2 separate regions of the Callithrix jacchus genome follow, and region 2 is linked to region 1. The links are chromatin contacts, called in public Hi-C maps. All regions are on one chromosome and are shown on one strand. The core of a region is the stretch at or near the end of the contact, and the rest is flanking DNA. Distances in the headings are between cores, read along the strand shown.

Region 1 (6,095 bases), core at 2,227-4,726:
GATGCTTCACCAAAGAAGATACAGTATTACCAACCACCGCCTCCTCATCCACAGGGGACATACTTCAAGACCCCCAGTGGATGCCTGAAACTAGATAGTACTGAACCCTAAATAACGTGGCTCAAGCCTGTAATCCCAGCACGCTGGGAGGCCGAGGCGGGTGGATCACGAGGTTGAGAGATCAAGACCATCCTGGTCAATGTGGTGAAAGCCCGTCTCTACTAAAAATACAAAAAATTAGCTGGGCATGGTGGATCATGCCTGTAATCCCAGCACGTTGGGAGGCCGAGGTGGGTGGATCACGAGGTCAAGAGATCGAGACCATCCCGGTCAACATGGTGAAACCCCGTCTCTACTAAAAATACAAAAAATTAGCTGGGCATGGTGGCGCGTGCCTGTAATCCCAGCTACTCAGGAGGCTGAGGCAAGAGAATTGCCTGAACCCAGGAGGCGGAGGTTGCGGTGAGCCGAGATTGTGCCATTGCACTCCAGCCTGGGTAACAACAGCAAAACTCCATCTCAAAAACGAAAACAAAAACAAAAACAAAAAACCAATTATAATGATATAATAGAAGTTATGTGAATGTGGGTCTCTCCCTTATCTCGTACTGCACTCACTCTTCTTGTGCTGATGTGAGATGATAAAATGCCTATGCGATGAGATGTCATGACAGTAACCTGATAAGTGAGATGACTAGTGACTGACGGGCAAGTAGCCTCTACAGGGAGGACGCTGGACAGAGGTTATTCACGTCCCACGGAGCAGGGCTGCACCAGGTTTCATCACACTACTCAGAACAGTATGCAGTTGAAAACTTATAAATTTGTTCCTGGAACTTTGTATTTAGTATTTTTAGGCCACAGTTGACTGCTGGTAACTGAAACTGCAGAGAGCAAAACCTTGGATCGGGAGGGACTACTATATAAAGTACGAGAAAAGATACTCAACAGCACAAGCCATTCAGGTCATGTGAATTTAAACCACAATGAGCTACAATCACATACCTATCAGAATGTCCAAAATAAGCCCAGGCGTGGTGGCTCATGCCTATAATCCTAGCACTTTGGGAGGCCGAGGCAGGCAGATCACCTGATGTCAGGAGTTCAAGACCAGCCTAGCCAACAAAGTGAAACCCCATCTTTACTGAAAAAAAAAAAAAAAAAAAAAATAGCTGGGCTTAGTGGTACATGCCTGTAATCCCAGCTACTCTGGAGGCTAAGGCAGGAGAATCACTTAAACCTGAGAGGTGGAGGTTGCAGTGAGCCAAGATCACGCCACTGCACTCCAGCCTGGGCAAGAGAGTGAGGTTCTATCAAAAAAAAAAAAAAAATGTCCAAAATAAATACTGACAATATTGAGTGCTGACAAGGATGCAGAGTAAGTGGAATTCACATACATGATGGCTACAGCAACTCTGGGCGATGGCTTGGCAGCTTCTTTGTAAAGTGAAACATACGTCTACTCTATGACTCCACAGACCAATCCTGAGTATTTACCTTAGGGAAATGAAAATGTGTGTTCACATGAAAACTGATAAATATTCAGAGTAGCTTTTTTTTTTTTAACAGTAGTTTGAAACTGAAAATAGCTTAAATGTCCCTTAATGAGTGAAAGAATAAATAAACTGCAATACTGCATATGATAGAACACTATTCAGTAATAAAAAAGAACAACTTAGATAACTCCATGCTGAATAAGAGATTCCAGTCTCAAGAGACAGAATTACGGTGGTGGAGAAGAGATCAGTGATTGCCAGGGATTGTGGTGGAGGGAGAGGGTGACTGTAAAGGGATAGCATGGGGAAGCTCTCAGGGGTCATGGCACTGTTCTGTATCCTCTTTGTGGTGGTTACACAAATCTATACCTATGTAGAAATCCATAGAGCTGTACATCAAAGAGAAAAGTCAACTTTACTATAGGATAATTTGGAAAACAATTTTTTTAAGGCCAATGCATTTCTATTCGACTTTTCTATTCACAGTTTGTTGTCAACCTCATCTTTACTTAACTGATGACATCCTGTTTTCGCTAATACTGCTTGCCTGGCAGGGAGAAGTGAGGCATGTGTGAGGCATTGCAGATACAGAGATGAGTCAGGCAGAGGCCTTTCACGCAAAGGGCTTACCACCTGGGCAGGGAAATGAGACAGGGAAGTGAAGAGACGTCATCAATTTATGCTGCAGAAATTCAAGGGGTGAGAAATCCCTGGTCACCGTGGAAATGTAAGCACAAAGCGTGTTTTCTTAACTCAACCAAGAAGGAGTAATTGGTTCTGTTTACTGTTTTCTTACCAAATATATTTTTTGGAGGGGAATGGTGAAGACTTCCTTGCTTTGATCAAAAATATTAAATTAAAAAATTTCATTAGTTGATAGGAAAAGTGCCTGCTGGGTTGTACATTTACTGAAACATGGTCTGTGTCTAATTCCATTTACATATTTCGATAACCAGCACTCTGACTGTAGAAGTCTCATCATTCACTAAATATTTATTAAATGAATTGATGAAAGATAACATCATAAGCACAATGTTTAAATCCCTGCTAGTCATGAGGTTATTTTTTACTGAGTTGTCATATTCATCAGTATAGCTTCTGTCATAGTCATTTGGAGATGAAACATATTTTAATTACTATGTGCATAGTCCATTCTGTGGCTGTGTAGGTGGCACTCCCCAGGGGAAAGTCCCCAAAAGTGAGTCACCGTGATTATTCATGTCCTGTGGCAGCAGTCTTTGAAACCAATATCTACAGGAAATAAATACCAGGAATGTGAATGCAGATGCTTTGAGAAGACCACTAATCCTGCTATGATAAGTAACTGGGCAGTTATTCAAGCAGGGTGTTTTTAGTGCCATGGAAACAGACAGAGTTGGTGTTTTCCAGGGGAAAGTGTTTTAAATCCAGAGTCCTACCTAATCTGGATATAAATATGCTGTTATGAATCTAGCTTCCTAAACCAAGCCCTACCTTAATTTCCTCATCTGAGTGATAAAGGTCACCCACCACAGTCTGGTGTGAATTCATGGCAATTAAAGTTCTTACTTAGAAGTCATTATTTTTATTCCCATCTGGGCAAAAGTCAAGTTCAAAATCAGAGTTGTATCAGGGCTCAGCTTCTGTGATCCGTCAGACCATTTCTGTTTAGAAGTGAGTTTTGTAAAGTAAGTGCTAAGTATTTTAGGCAAAGAAACCCAGCTGTGAAAATACTGCTAACATTTGTACAGTTGTTTTATATGTGGATTTATTTTTACTTGCACTTACTTTAGTGCGATTCTTTGCAGAGAAGTTCCTCTTCCCCTCCTCTCCTTCCCCATGGCTGACTCTTGCTGCCTCTCATGGGTCTTTTGAGAAATGACAGTCTCTCTCCCTAATCCTTATGGGTCACAAGTGTTCTGCATCATGGCACACCCTTGACTAATTAGCATTAATAAGCGATGCTGGGAGAAAGAACCCTGGAGAAAAAGCAGAAGGCTTATTTTTGCCAAATTGGAATCGACCCAGCTAGCAAAATTTTCCAGCGTACTTTCTTGCTCTCCTGACTCTTGTGTGTTCCTGCTGCCTAAACATACATTTCTGACATGAGGTCTTGGACAGCCCATGAAAAACACTGCCCTGCAAACCTTTTGTTCCAGGGGATATGGGGACTTTATTTGTTTAATATACTTTTCCTAAACTGTCTACTGTGTGCAGGCCATGAGGGATGATAAGGCATCATTTCTGCCTTTTATCTCTTTGTGATGTTTTAGCAGAGATGTAGTAAAGATACATCAAACTATATATTAGTTATTGAGCACTTACTGTGTGAAAGGCATCGGGCTAGGTACAAATAGAAGAGCCTTGTGGAATAAACCGACTTCAACAGGCAGGGAACCAAAACAGGACAGGACAGGTAGGCTGTACAGCAAAAGGAAAAGCTCAAAGGCAGGAAAGTAAGGGCCAATTAGAGGGCTCTGATTTGGAAATCCAAAGCAAAGGGGCTTAGTGGGAACCTCTGGGTCTACATGTAAAAGCAGGGTTTCAAGGAGATATTTATTCTACCCATGTTCATAGCAGCATATTCACAATAGCCAAAACAAGGGAGCAACCCAAAGGTCCATCAGTGGATGAAAGAATCACAAAACGTGATCTGTATGTGAGTGAAATAGCCTTAAAGAAGAAGAAAATCCTGTGGAGCCCTGCAACATGGATAAGGCTTGAGGTCAGGATGCTGATGAAATAAGCCACTCTACAAAAAGAAAATACTGCATGATTCCACTTACATGACATTATTTAAGAGAAATCACAGTCATAGAACCAGAATGTAGTATAGGGAGGGTTTCAGGGGCTGTAGGGGAGGAGAGAAAGAGGAGCCATTGTTTAATGGGTATAGAATTTTGGATTTACAGGACAAAAAGTTATGGAGATGGATAGGGGTGATGGATGCATATTATGAATGCATTTAGTAACACTAAACTATACACTTAACATGGTAAAAATTGTAAATTTTATGGGTATTTTACCACAATAAAAAAATGGAAAAAAATGGGCATAGTGGAAAAACTCAGGATTCAAATCCTACCTCTTTCTCTTATACACTGATTCTTCATATACAGACAAAAAATAACAATTACACTTTTCAGGGTTATTGTAGATATTTAGCAAAATCCACTTAATACATGGCAGGCAGTCAGTTAAAGATGGTTTTTACTATTAGTCAGTTTGCCTATAGCAAACAATTTATGAAGGAGAACATGGAAAATGAGGTGGAAAGAGCAGTTTAGAGCCTCAAGTGAAATGCCTTGAGTGCCTAACTATAAAATGGAGCTTTATTCTGTGCCATGAGGAACCAAAGATGGTCAGTGAACAAAAGAGTGACAGGATCATGGAGCTGTTTTCAGAACAAAGAGGAGTGGATTAGGAGCAGGGGGAGAAGCTCACCAAATAGCTGCCAATTGCTTCGGTGGTTCTGCTGAGAAAATGGAAAGGAAAAGGTTTATTCGAAGTGACAGTACTTTGCTATCAGAACATTTTTATCCTACTTTAAATAAAATTCAACGTTATATGAAGAAACATTCAGGTAGAATGTAAATAAGTTAATGTTGTCCGTGCTTGATCAATTCCCCCCCCTTTTTTTTTTTTTGAGGCAGTCTTGCTCTTGTTCCCCAGGCTGGAGTGTAATGGCGTGATCTTGGCTCACTGCAACCTCTGCCTCCTGGGCTCAAGCTATTTATTCTGCTGTCTCAGTCTCCCGAGTAGCTGGGATTACCGGCACCTGCCACCATGCCTGACTAATTTTTGTATTTTTAGTAAAGACGGAGTTTCACCATGTTGGCCAGGCTTGTCTTGAACTCCTGTCAGGTGATCCACCCACCTTGGCCTTTCAAAGTGCTAGGATTACAGGCAGGAGCCACTGCGCCCAGCCAATTCCCAATTTTTTAATCAAACACTACATGTTTGGTGACAAAACATAAATGTGACATGGCATCCTTCCATCAGTACACACTTCGTGTGTTAAGAAAAAGCAAGCCCCTGATTTCATAAATCTCAGACCAGACAGCACATCAGGTTCTGGGAGCCTTCTGCCTCTAAGGGACCACTAAGCTTTCAAGGGTCTACACAGACCTAAAGAAAGACTTATAGGATTAATCACTTTGGAACCAGGTTACCTCAAAGACTTTCAGATGTTTATTTTGACATCTAGGCACATTTGGAAGAGAGCAACATAATTCCCAAAAGAAGAAATCATTGAATAAAAGTGTGTGTTAAAAAGAGTTGCACAGCCATTAGAATCATGTGTTTATGAAACAATGCTTCCAATATATTAAATAAACTGACCTAGAAGAAAATGTTCATTAGGATATCACTTCTGTTACAAAGTTAAACATATATTAACATAATATTATGTATATAAGTACAGATCTGAAAAAACACACATTACTTTTTTTTCTTTTTTTAGACAGAGTCTCAATCTGTCACCAGGCTGGAACGTAGTGGCACAATCTCAGCTCACTGCAACCTCTGTCCCCCAGGTTCAAGTGATTCTCCTGCCTCAGCCTCCCAAGTAGCTGGAACTGCAGGCACACGCCACCACAGCCAGCTAATTTTTGTATTTTT
Region 2 (6,095 bases), core at 2,357-4,856, 570 kb before region 1:
TTTCTGGTTGTAAATATTTAATTATTTCCACCCCTTTTTTTGAAGCCAGTAGGTATAATGTTTGCAAGAACATTTGAAATTAAGGAGAAAGGTGTCCCCAAGTCCACAGAGCAACTGCCTTGCACATTGTTTTTCCCAGAATGTACAAGAAAAAGCAAAACAGAGAGCAGATATAGCCAGTTCAAGGTCTTGCAGAGTTATAATATGAAAGGTCCAACATTCACTATAATTGATCTATGCTAAGTGTGGAACTGCGTCTCTTGTTTTGGGACAAAAATCTGCACTGGTGATTTAAATATGGAGGCTTCAAAGACAGGGAGAACCCAAGGATGGTGAAACCCATCTCTTGCCTCAGTCATTGCATAAGGTCCCTTTTGAATCCTAAATCCCCGTAAGCTATATTGTTAAATTGTAAAACGAACTTTCTCTGATCTTACCTATTCCCAGTATGGTGAGATCTCTTTGGCTGCGTTTGACTAGGAAAAATGAAGGGCTGAGTTGAAAGCATTAAAGACAGTAGTCAGAATGATCAGAAAACCCAGCCAATGCAGCATTTTCCACAAAATGAGGCCACCGTTAGCGTCTCCGCTGTGTAGACCAAGCTCAAGTTAATTCCGTTTAGCCAGGCCTTTTTCTTTCCTCCTAGAGCCTCAACCCCAATGGCTACCAGGACCTGGGGAGCTCGCCTCTGCCCTTAGGACCTCCCTGCCCGGCTCAATAGCTCTGGGCCAGTTCATTTTGCCACAGCCCGGAGCCGCTCGGAAAGCAAAGATTAAAGGGGAAAGTCGCAGCTGTATATTTATATTTTCATTGCTAGAAGGGAATTGATTTCCGCGCATTTATTTTGGTAGTTGTAATACACAAGGGCGGATTTGCGTCACCCGAGCAACTTGCCGGTGGAGATAAAGTTGCACAAATATTGAAAGGGGAAGTGCTAGGAGTCATTATAGAGTTTTTCTCCGGAAGAAATAAGGATTTCTGCAGTATCCTAAAATACTAAGGCCGCTTCTATTTTGAGACCAATCTCGCAGGCACATCCGCTCATTTAGTCCGAGTTTGAGCCCATCAAAAACAGGAGATGACCTGAACTCCAGCGAGCCCAGGGTTTCCTGCTGCTTTCTTTATTCTGAAGTGTGGGGAGTAAGAAGGGCGGGAGTCTGCGGGCTCAGAACTGGGCGAGGGGCCTGAAGGGGCCAGGCTTGGGCCTGGGGAAGGGGTAGAGGGGGCGACGGGGGTCGCTCCAAAGACTTGTTTTTCGCGTTTGCCTCCGGGAGCTGGAATTAAGGCCTCAGATGGCGCCGAGGCGGTTGCGAGGAAGCCGAGGGCCTGGGAGAGCAAGGGGTGCGCTGGCGAAGTTGCAACTTGCAATCCAGCAGCTGGCCTGGTGGAGAAAGGGAGGCTCGCGACGCGAAGAGTCGGCGGCCCTCAGGGCCTCGCCTTCGCCACATCTACCCAAAGCTCCGGGCCTTGAATCTCGGCAGGTGCGAGTTGTGGGCACCTCAGGGAACCCCGAGGTCCCGCGTTCCCCCGGGGTCTGCATCCGGTGCCCAACCGAGAGTTTCGCAAATCTTGGAAAGGATGAAAGCGGGTAGGGGAGCCTTATTTCTTAGAGAGAAGGTGAGGGCGCGCGGCGCCGCCTCCGGTAAGGAGTAAAGGCACCTCTTTCACAACTGTGAGTTTGGGCTTAGGCCGATGTCTAAATGTTTGCAGTCAAATTAGAATCGCAATCAAGCTGGAAGTGGCACTAGAAAAGAAAGCGCTCATGGCCTCCCCTACGCACACTCCCACCGAAGGCTCGCCAGAACCCTCAGCCAGCGCCTCAAGTACCTTTATACTTCTTGCTCCGTTACCTTCAGCTTGACCCAAAAGCACTGGTCTTATTATGCCTCTCGCCCCAGGTGCCTCTACCCTCACCCAAACATACCCATCTATCTTTGGAAATAACACCTCTTTCCTGGCTGCGTGGAGCAGGGGAAGAAAACCTTTCAGTAACAGAGAGCTGGAGAGCGGGAGAGCTGGGGGCTGGAGGAGGAGGAGAGAGACAGAGAGGGAAAGATCTCAGTGCTGGCAGATCGGAAGTGATTGATAATTTTCCAGAAAAAAGTCAAAAGCTTAAAAGGATAGCATCTGCATCAAGGGGCTAGAGAAGCCACCAGAAATTAATTTTCTAAGCCCAAATCCCGAACTCGAGATAGGCATGGCAAGTTCAGTTGCCTTTCCGGGTTTATTTGGTGAGGAGCCTTAGTGCTGAAGGGAAATAAAAATGCCACAGAATCTCTGTTAGGAGATGCTTATTAGGGCAATCGAAAACAAAAGATTTCGTGGTTTCATTATTGCTATTATTTTATTTTCTTCCTGAAAATGTGCAAGAACAGCTCATCCGGGTGGCCTGTGGTTTCTTTGGGAGAGGGGTGGGGAAATCCACTCTGACTGTAATTTAAAAGAGAACGAATTCTTAAAATAGAGATGTTGATGTTGCACAAACCCCTACTACCACCGCCCTGTGTTCTAAGACCCAAGGCACGAATGGAAGACGTTGACCACCACTGCAGCTCCTCCTGCTACCAGGCTCAAGGGGTTCCTGGGGAAACTGTCACAGAATTGAAAGCAGTATTGAACCCCACGGAAATCTGCTCTTGTGGGCACTTGCAAAACAACGAACCCCACGTGATCCGGAGATGTGGCGGAGGAGGGAGGCTAACATTTTCTACAACGTGCAGCAAAGGAGGGAACGCGCGTGCCCCTCTCCCGGGTTTCGGGGGGCAGCCTGTTTTGTAGTGTCTGAGGGAAAGGTTCGGCTAGGTCTAAGGGAGACGTTTGGAGCCATCCATCTTATTTTGTTTGAAAAGTCACTCGTTCAAGTTGTCACCGTGTGACAGCTCAGAAGAAAACTAATTTGCGGCCGCCCCTCCTCCTCGCTTTGCCGAGGATCTCCTGGGAGGCACGGGGCGGACACGGTGCTGAGTTGGGCCGGGACTCAGGGCCGCAGCATTCGGGCAGGGGCCCAGGAAAGATGGAGGGCTTTGCCGAGGACACAGACTCCTGTAATAAAAGCAGAATAAGGCCAAGAGGAGGAAAGCGAAGGGGCCAAAAGCGCGCTCCGCTCTCCACCGGGAGGCGGGCTTTGCATCGCCCTGAAGCCTGAGATAACAGTGCCTTCCCCACTCCCCGCATTCGCCCCGGGCGACAAGCACTTCAGGAAAGCTCCTGTGACCAGCTCTCTTTGCCCCATGGCGGTTTGAAGCTGCAGAAGTCAGAAGACAGCCCTCCGGAGTGGCTGCCTGGCCCCTGCGCAGAGGAGCAAGACGCGCTGCGCTGTGCCCTGTTAAGTCCACGCGGCCACAGCCAACACTTTGGCGTGGTCGGGGCGTGGCTCGGGCCCGGCCACGCCCCTCGCTCCTAATTCTCCTCCACTCCCGGCTCCCATTGGTCACGAGGATGGCCAATGAGCGCTCGGATCGAGGTCCTACCCCGGGCCTGACTCGAAAGCTCCTGCCAAAACTTTGGGAGTTTTTAGAGACGAGTTTTTTTTTTTTCTATTATTTCTCTCCCCCCCACCCCCCAACTAACGGATTATTATTGTTGTTGTTTTAAATTTAGCTCTCAGGGCTTAGCTGTTTGGGTTTTCTTGCGGTGTCCGGCTCCCGGCTCCCCGGCTCCCCGCCCGCCCTGCGGCCCCAGCACCCCGCGCTAGCCTCAGCCCGAGAGCAGTGAGTGCGGGCGCCGCGCCGCCTTTAGAGCGAGGCCGGGGAGCCAGGCGGTGAGCGGCCGAGATCCGGCCCTTGCCTGCTCCCTCGGTGGCGCTCGGGCTCCCGGCCTCTCGTCTCCAGTGCGGGCGGAGAAGCGAAAGCGGATCGTCCTCGGCTGCGGCCGCTTCTCCCGGGCTCGCGCGCCCCCTCCCCGCGCGCCCACCCACCCACCCACCCGGTTCCGCCGGACTGCGGCAGCCGCGCGGCTCACCCCGCCAGGATGTTCGCAGCCGGGCTGGCTCCCTTCTACGCCTCCAACTTCAGCCTCTGGTCGGCCGCCTACTGCTCCTCGGCCGGCCCAGGCGGCTGCTCCTTCCCCTTAGACCCCGCCGCCGCCAAGAAGCCCTCCTTCTGCATCGCAGACATTCTGCACGCCGGCCTGGGGGAGCCCGGGGCGGCCCCGGAGGGCCTGGCAGGGGCCTCGGCCGCCGCCCTCACCGCGCACTTGGGCTCGGTTCACCCGCACGCCTCTTTCCAAGCGGCCGCCAGATCCCCGCTTCGACCCACGCCAGTGGTGGCGCCCTCCGAAGTCCCGGCTGCCTTCCCCCAGCGGCTGTCTCCGCTCTCCGCCGCCTACCACCACCATCACCCGCAGCAACAGCCGCAGCAGCAACAGCCGCAGCAGCAACAGCCCCCGCCTCCGCCCCGGGCCAGCGCCCTGCAGCCCCCGGCCTCGGGGACGCGAGTGGTCCCGAACCCCCACCACAGCGGCTCGGCCCCGGGCCCCTCCAGCAAAGACCTCAAATTTGGAATTGACCGCATTTTATCTGCAGAATTTGACCCCAAAGTCAAAGAAGGCAATACGCTGAGAGGTAGGTCTTGGGCGGGAGAGACTGCAGGCCTCTGACCACGGCCCTGACACACTCCCCTGACCCCGGGCTGGCTTAGGGTGACTTTGAGTGTTTTTGCAATTAAGGACAAACGAGTACAATGGGAGAGAAGAAAACAAATTGTAAGAAAACTACAGAACATGAGGTCTAAAACTCACCTGCTCTATGTAAAACAAAAAATGACGCCCGGGATGCTTTAAAAACACGTCTTAGAATGAATATTTATAAAAATGGTTGGTGTAATTATCAGCTAAAATGATTATGATCCCTTTAATAATGTAACTAGATGCAGAATTATATTTTCTGACAGGTAAAGCATTTTTGGGAAACACTTTCCCATATCTAATTTCTAGTAAAAATTTCACCCTAATTTCTAGTAAAAATGTAAATAAAAAACAACCGCCTAGATGAGCAGGCAGAGTGGGGCCTCCTTTCGGGGAAGGTTTTGGGTCTGTGGAATTCTTGGAAAGCACGTGGAAGTGCGGCCGTAAGCCTAGTTATGTGAAGCCTTTGCTTGTTATATGCATGCATGTGGACGTGAGGGACACACAGGAACTTTTCCTGCGTCGCCCCTTGGCAACTGTTGGGAGAGAGAGGTTTCAGCTCGGAGACGAGTTCTTCGGTGACTTCGCTCTAGAAAAGCAAATCCAGGGCAAGGGGAAAGGGAGGAACAAATCAGCGCAGAGTCTGAGTGTGCCGGAGAAGTAACCTGCTCTCCTCCCTCGTCCCCAGATCTCACCTCCCTGCTAACCAGCGGGCGGCCCGCAGGGGTGCACCTCCCAGGCCTGCAGTCCTCCGCCGGCCAGTTCTTCGCTTCTCTAGATCCCATTAATGAGGCTTCTGCCATCCTGAGTCCCTTAAGCTCGAACCCAAGAAATTCAGTTCAGCATCAGTTCCAAGACACGTTTCCAGGTACGGAAAAACTCCAGAGTACTGCCTAACGGGCGGGCCTACTGACAGAAATCTCAGGACTGACGCGTCCGGGGGCGGCCGCGTTGTCACAATCTCGAAGTTGGGGCGGGAGGTTAAGGAGTCGGGAGTGAGAAACCGAAAGATTTCTCAGCGAGCTAGCGCTTGCTTCGGATGGTTCCCCCGAGAAAAGGGGTAGGGGCACCTGAGAGCCCAGAAAGTGTGTGCGTGGACTTGTGGGGTAGGGGGGCTTTCTTGAAGCCTTTTCACCCCAGAGTGTGGCTTGAAAAATGCAGCATCGATGTTGCTTATTAACATACGCACATTTTGGGATGACCGCAAACACTTGTGCTTGGTGAGCTTACGACTGGGTGCCTGGGCACATGCGGGAATAAGCACACACACGCACACACGCACACACACACACGCACACACACACACACGCACGCACGCACGCGATGATTCAGAGCTGTCATCATTCAGGCCCGAGGGACATTTTTGTGTACACTTCCTAGGCCTGATGGCCACGTATGAGGTTTATGTTTTTCCCTTGGAATTAACGGACAAGCCGCCAGGCTTCTCCACTCCACGCTCGCTTTAGGTCTTC

What was found. A called contact is a pair of places that touch in the nucleus more often than the background predicts.
Region 2: a Hi-C map of skeletal muscle shows a contact between it and region 1, with 4 times the contacts expected there. The contact joins the promoter of HLX here to the enhancer-like site in region 1. A contact is called at or near these places in 2 of 3 Hi-C or Micro-C datasets (both in skeletal muscle).

What each region holds. Positions count from the first base shown.
Region 1 is chr19:7,159,517-7,165,611 of calJac240_pri, reverse strand. The region is part of intron 1 of LOC144580311 (a long non-coding RNA gene); the gene reads right to left. Among named protein-coding and RNA genes, the nearest start is that of DUSP10, 280 kb to the right of the region's middle. Within about 2 kb of position 3,476, at least 4 of the 16 cell types and tissues checked have an H3K27ac peak or open chromatin away from gene starts, as enhancers often do. A contact at or near this core is called in skeletal muscle, where this site is marked.
Region 2 is chr19:7,733,687-7,739,781 of calJac240_pri, reverse strand. HLX (H2.0 like homeobox) reads left to right here and starts at 3,606. Exons shown (of 4, transcript XM_002760495.7): 1 at 3,606-4,561; 2 at 5,312-5,491. The coding sequence starts at 3,970. LOC144580347 (a long non-coding RNA gene) reads right to left here and starts at 4,259. Exons shown (of 2, transcript XR_013529683.1): 1 at 3,961-4,259; 2 at 1-3,042.